Linked DNA regions of Columba livia: region 2 is linked to region 1. Evidence: chromatin contacts called from public Hi-C data. All regions are on one chromosome and are shown on one strand. Each heading gives the region's core, a stretch centred on a gene start, on an enhancer-like site or on the middle of the called end of the contact. The rest is flanking DNA. Distances are from core to core; before and after follow the strand shown.

Region 1 (2,674 bases), core at 122-2,621:
GATCCTGCCACCGGGCACGGAGCAACTATGACCTGACACTGGGCAGCCTGCTGCGGCAGCAGCTCATCACCCCAGGGCCGCAGGAGCGGGTCCTCAGCCACCCCTGCTGCCGGCCCACCCGCTATGAGGCCGTCTCCTTCATGGACGTGCAGAACACATGGCAGACAGTTGAGAAGCTCTCAGCAGCGGAGTGCAGCTGCATTGGCTGAGAAGGGGCTGCTGGCTTGGCCGTGGCTCGACACACACTGGCAGACCCTGGCTTGCCACACACAGTGGTGCCAGTGCTCAGAGGAGGGGTCTGGTGGAGGAGAATGTCCCTGGTTTTGTGTAGCCACGAGGGACCGAGGCGAGATGGAGCCATGACAGGGGGTGGGTGGCCAAGCCTCTTCCCGCTCTGTGCCAAGAAGCTGGTGCCATTGGCTATGCAGGGTCCTGCCAGGGTGCACCCCAGCTCAGCACTGGAAGAAGAGCTGGAGGGGACACGGAGCATCCCCATTGCTTGCAGGTGTCTGCCAGCCCAGTGTCCACCAGCAGCGCCTGGCTTGTCCATGCCCTGCTCCCACACCCCTGCTTTAGGGGAGCTGGGGCTGTTGCCCAAGCTTTGGAGTAGGACAGAAAGAGGGGAAAAAACCTCCCTGTCCCCTCGGGCACCCTGGAGCTGGTGGTGGCCAGAGCTGCCGTGCAGGGAGGGGGTGTCCCTGAAGACGAGTGCAGCAGGGCCAAACCACACCAGTGCAGGGTAGGGGACCTGCACTCAACTGGCAGCAGCCCCAAGTGCTCAGCAGGGTAGCAGGGCATGGGCACCTGCTGGGACCCCTGCCGGGACCCCTGCCTTGCTCCCAGGAATTGGCAGGGTCCCTCTGCTGCCCCCATGGTGCTGCGGCACTAAACTATTTATTTTACTCTAAATTATTTATTTATTGTTCTCGAGCGGCAGCTCCTATTTATGACTTTGGGCCCCCGGGGGCCGGGTGTAATTTAACCCCAGCGCTGCTGTGAAGCCCTGGGCAGCGCCCCGTCCCCCGGTGCCCCGTGCCCCCAGCCCCTTTTTCTATTATTTGTAAAATTTGAGGGATAAACTCTATTTTTGTACAGTCGCCTTTTCCTGTAGCAATAAAGTGATGGGCTGCGAGTCCAACCCCTGTGTGTGCCCGTGATGGGGGGACGACGGGGGCGCCCGGTGTGTTTGACACCCGTGGGCTGGGATTGGGAGGGTCCTGAGCGGGGCTCCTGTCGGCACCGCCCGTCCCACGCGTGGGGAGCAGGGGCGGAGCTCGGTGCCGGTGCCCGGCAGGGGACGCTCGTGGCCCGGGACTACCGGGACTACCGCTCCCGGCGTGCGGCGCGGCGCTGCGGCAGGTCCCGGGCTGCCCGTCCGCGCCTGCGGGGCAGCGGGGCGAGGCGCTGCCGGAGCGGAGCGGGGCAGCAGTGCCTCTCGGGGCGTCCCCGGGGCGCGTCCCGACCCGACCGCCGCTGCCCGCCGCGCCGAGCCGAGCTGTGCCGCCCCGGTGCCGCCGCCCTCGTCGGGGCGGGGAGGCGGGTCCCGCCGCGATGCGGCTGCCCGTGCGCCGCCGCTGTCGCCCGCCCGCCACCGCCTCCTGAGCGCCGCCGCAGCCATGGAGCGGAGGGCGGAGGCGCCGCCGCCGCCGCAGGGCCTCGACTTCACCGTGGAGAACGTGGAGAAGGTGAGACAGCCGCGCCGAGCTCCCCCCAGCCCACCCGCGGCGGTGGCGGGGCGGGGGGACGCGGCTGCGGGATGCTGATGCTGCCGCGGAGGTGCGGGAGCTGCGGCTCGGGGGAGGGCACCTGCTCGGCAGTGTCGGGCCCAGGGAAGGGCGGCGGGGCGGCAACCCCCTCGCCCTGCCGGCAGCGGGGGCAGCAGGGACCCGCCTGCGCGCCCAGGGGGGTCCGGTGCGGGAGGTGGCGCCGCTTCTGTGCACCGGGTCATCCCGGGGAGAGTAAATGATGTGGCAGAAATGGGAGCAGAAGGGAGATGTGTCTCCGGCGGGCGTCCTCTGGGTCGCCGTGCTGCAGCGCCAGGCAGGCAGAGTCTACTGCTCTAGTCCTGGCTGCCCTCGACACGATCAGTTTCTCCGTCAAGCAGGGACGGGAGGGCACCCGGGCTCTCGCCAGGTGCTGGGAATTGTCGGGAATTACAGTTGGGAAAAGCGTTTGGAGGACGGGTGGCCTGGTGATGCCTTTCTAAACCTGGACTGATCCAGCCCCCATGCTCCTGCTGATGCTTCTAAGCAACTGCAGGGCAAGAGGAGCAAGGTTGTCATTGCTGAAACCTGGGATCCAGGGAATGGCCATGGCAAATCAAGGCCTGCTGGCACAACACTGCTGCTGGGAAGAGCTCTGAGCAGCCTCTGCCTGACCTGGGGTTCATCACGGAGACTGAGCAAGGCACCCCAGTAAACACTCGGGGAGGCAGCTGAGCAGAACCCTTCCCTTGGGCCATCTTGGAGGTGATGGGGGCAGGGCAGCAGAGGATGCATCCCTGAAGGGCAAAGAGCAAGAGAGCTTCTCCCTTCCACTCACCAGACAGCCACCTGGAGATTGACAGCCTGTCAATCCATAGCTCAGTCCCCAGACAGCTCGTGGGAATCCCAGTGTCCTCATTTTTCCTCGATTAAGAATAGACCGAGTTCCTTGCCAAACGATGGCCACGGGC
Region 2 (2,674 bases), core at 75-2,574, 140 kb before region 1:
ACAAAGAAATCAAATCTGGTGGGGGGGAAGAAGCCAGAAATAACAATCTGCGCCGTGCAAACTCATATGAAACTTGATCTAGACTTTGAAAAGACCGTAAAAATGGAGGGAGTTTGGGCTGGGGAAACACACAGATTGGGTTACTTCTGTTTGTTGAATTTGCTTTACTTCAGAGCTTTAATAATGAAGAACTGAAACAGAGCCCCTTCCCCTCATTTTGTTTCTAGTGTGGGAGGTTGCTTTGAAACGGACTGTGTCTATGTGTGGTACTTAGCCACTAAGCACTGTAAAAATAAGCAATAAACGTGTCGGAATGCTGGACTTGCCTCGCGCCTGCTGCTGGGGGATTTCTTTGTGCCCCCTTTCCCTCCACATTTGTCTTTTTGTATTTCTGCAATCCTGAGAGGGGAAAAAGGAGAAGTGAGAAGTCCCGATGATCTCCTGTCCTGCCTCGGCAAGAGTGAGCGTGTGTCTCACGGGCTACACGGGGTAATTCCGACCGTCACAAGCAAGAGCATCCTGGTGCTTTATCTGAAAGATTATTTCAAGGCTTAGCGTACTTCACAACATCGGGGTTTTCCTGGCGGTTGGTTATTTATTTCTCTTTAATTTCCGATTTTTATTTGACTTCCAATTCTCATCCTTCCACCTAATCTCTGCCATTGTGTACTAATTGTTTGAGAACTTCAAATATCTAAGAAAATGAACCCTGGCTATTCACAGTGATTCAATTACCGGTCTGTTTGTTGTTCATTCATCAAACCTCCCACATTTGGGTGGGATGTAATGGCCATCCCTGTTTCTTTGTTTTGCTCATCTTAGTTCTTTTTTTCCCCTTGATTTTGATCCTTTGGAATTCTCATAAGGATTTCTCACATGACTCTGTTATCTAACTTTAGGATTCCTGTGTTACACTTGGTCGATGAGGTAGATAAAGACTGTACACATCAGAATTACTGGCTACTTAGATAGAACTGATTGATTACTTGATTTGTTAAGTGCAAACCAAGTGAAAAAACCTTGTGTTTGGTGCTTTTGAAAGGGCCAGTTTCCTGAAGCTGGAAGTAATTATGAACCAAACCATGTGGGAAAAGAATGTAAAGCAAAAAATATGAATGGCTGGGTATTGTTTGGAGCAGTTTTATACTGTTTGCCCCAACAAGCTCAGTTTCATAAGAAAGAAATGTTCATGGAAAAAAAGTTTTACTGAGAGTGTAAGGGAAAACAGTGATAATGTATTAATAGAAGAGGTAGAAGTGTGCAGTAAATACATGGAGTTTTGTTCTGTTTGGATGAGACAAAAAAGTGCTTTCCTTAGTATCAACAACAAAAATTAAAGCAGTAGATACCTAAGTTTATGTGCTTTAGAATTGGGATGGCTGGATAACATTCTTGCAAGAGTTTCTGAAGAAGTAGCTGAGGACTTTTTGGACTGCTGGAGACTAGGAATAAATCTTCAAACACTAGGGGTTCTCCATATTCTTGGCAGAAAGTTGATGTGCAAATATTTTAAAAGTAAAAAGGAATGACTCACAGGCTTTTCAGCCCATTTTTGATTCTGAGCACAATAACATAATGGCAAATACAGGTTTCCACGAAAAAATAAAGTAATACATGTAGTTCCAATTAGTGTGCATAGACACTTTGTTGTTGCTGTTAGATGGGCCTGTTCTTCAAGTGGATCTCCATAAAGGTGCCTGGTGTGTGTGAGACCGACTTCTTTCTTGATACGTTCCTCTTAGGTCTTGGTTTGCACATTTTGTGTTGCTTTTACCAGTTCTTACTAGTTGTATGAAAACTGGGAAACTTATGAAGAAAAGGTTTAGGTCTTTTTCCCTCCATATCTGTAATGTGGAACACTTACTTTGTAACTCTTTACTACAGTAGCATTAACCTAAATAAATGTTTGTTTGTTTTCCTAGGTTGGATATTGAATGAAATTGAATGGATTTGGTTATCTAAGTGTAGGTCATACCCAAAACTTCAGTCGAAGTGGTTAGAAATTCTCTGTCAAGACCATTAAAGAAGTTGGTCTCATGTAATTCTAATACTGTTTACTGCAAGGAATAGATGTTCTGTGGCATCGTGAGTTTTGATATGGATTTATGTTAAAACACCAGCGTTTGTCATTCTATTCTTGCTGTCCGTCATAATGAACAAAGTACCACTTTGTGGAAACAGGTGATATGCCGCTGCCTGTCCTGAACCAAAACACTTGTGAGTTTGTTTTTAAACTGATGCAAGAGTTGGAAATCCCAAAGGCCTGTATGTGATCACCAAAGTGTCAACTCTTCTGCGCTTGCCTGGCTTGACATAGATCCCTTCTTGCAGGCCAGCGCTGTTCATCCTCCAAAGAGCAATCATCTTCCCTTTTGTTTCCCCGTGGAGATTTTTTAGGGAATCCTTATCTGAGGGTGGAATGGAAATCAAGTTTATTCCAGCATGTGAACGTTACACTGTTTATGAAGCTTGCCTCTGAAGCATGTCACTTACTCTGAAGAACACTATTGCTATGGTACCTGACACAGCGTAGTTGTCAGCTCCTCGTTTATATTTTTCTATAGCTGGCTGTGACAAAGCTTTTTAAATGGGGTGTATGGTAAGAGACAGCTTACTTTACTCAATCTGCCTCTAAATTTGTCTTCTGAATTGCTGTAACATGACCAGATGCATC

What was found. Hi-C and Micro-C count contacts between places; a contact is called where the count stands out from the background.
Region 2: a contact with region 1 is called in a Hi-C map of crop, with 2.8 times the contacts expected there. The contact joins the enhancer-like site here to the promoter of IPO13 in region 1. A contact is called at or near these places in 2 of 2 Hi-C or Micro-C datasets (crop and liver).

Annotation. Positions count from the first base shown.
Region 1 is chr8:4,678,204-4,680,877 of bColLiv1.pat.W.v2, reverse strand. It overlaps IPO13 (importin 13), which reads left to right and starts at 1,371. Exons shown (of 19, transcript XR_010474217.1): 1 at 1,371-1,685. ARTN (artemin) reads left to right here. Exons shown (of 4, transcript XM_065071620.1): 4 at 1-1,130. The coding sequence ends at 209.
Region 2 is chr8:4,815,316-4,817,989 of bColLiv1.pat.W.v2, reverse strand. The region is part of intron 5 of ST3GAL3 (ST3 beta-galactoside alpha-2,3-sialyltransferase 3); the gene reads left to right. Among named protein-coding and RNA genes, the nearest start is that of ST3GAL3, 59 kb to the left of the region's middle. Within about 2 kb of position 1,324, at least 2 of the 3 cell types and tissues checked have an H3K27ac peak away from gene starts, as active enhancers do.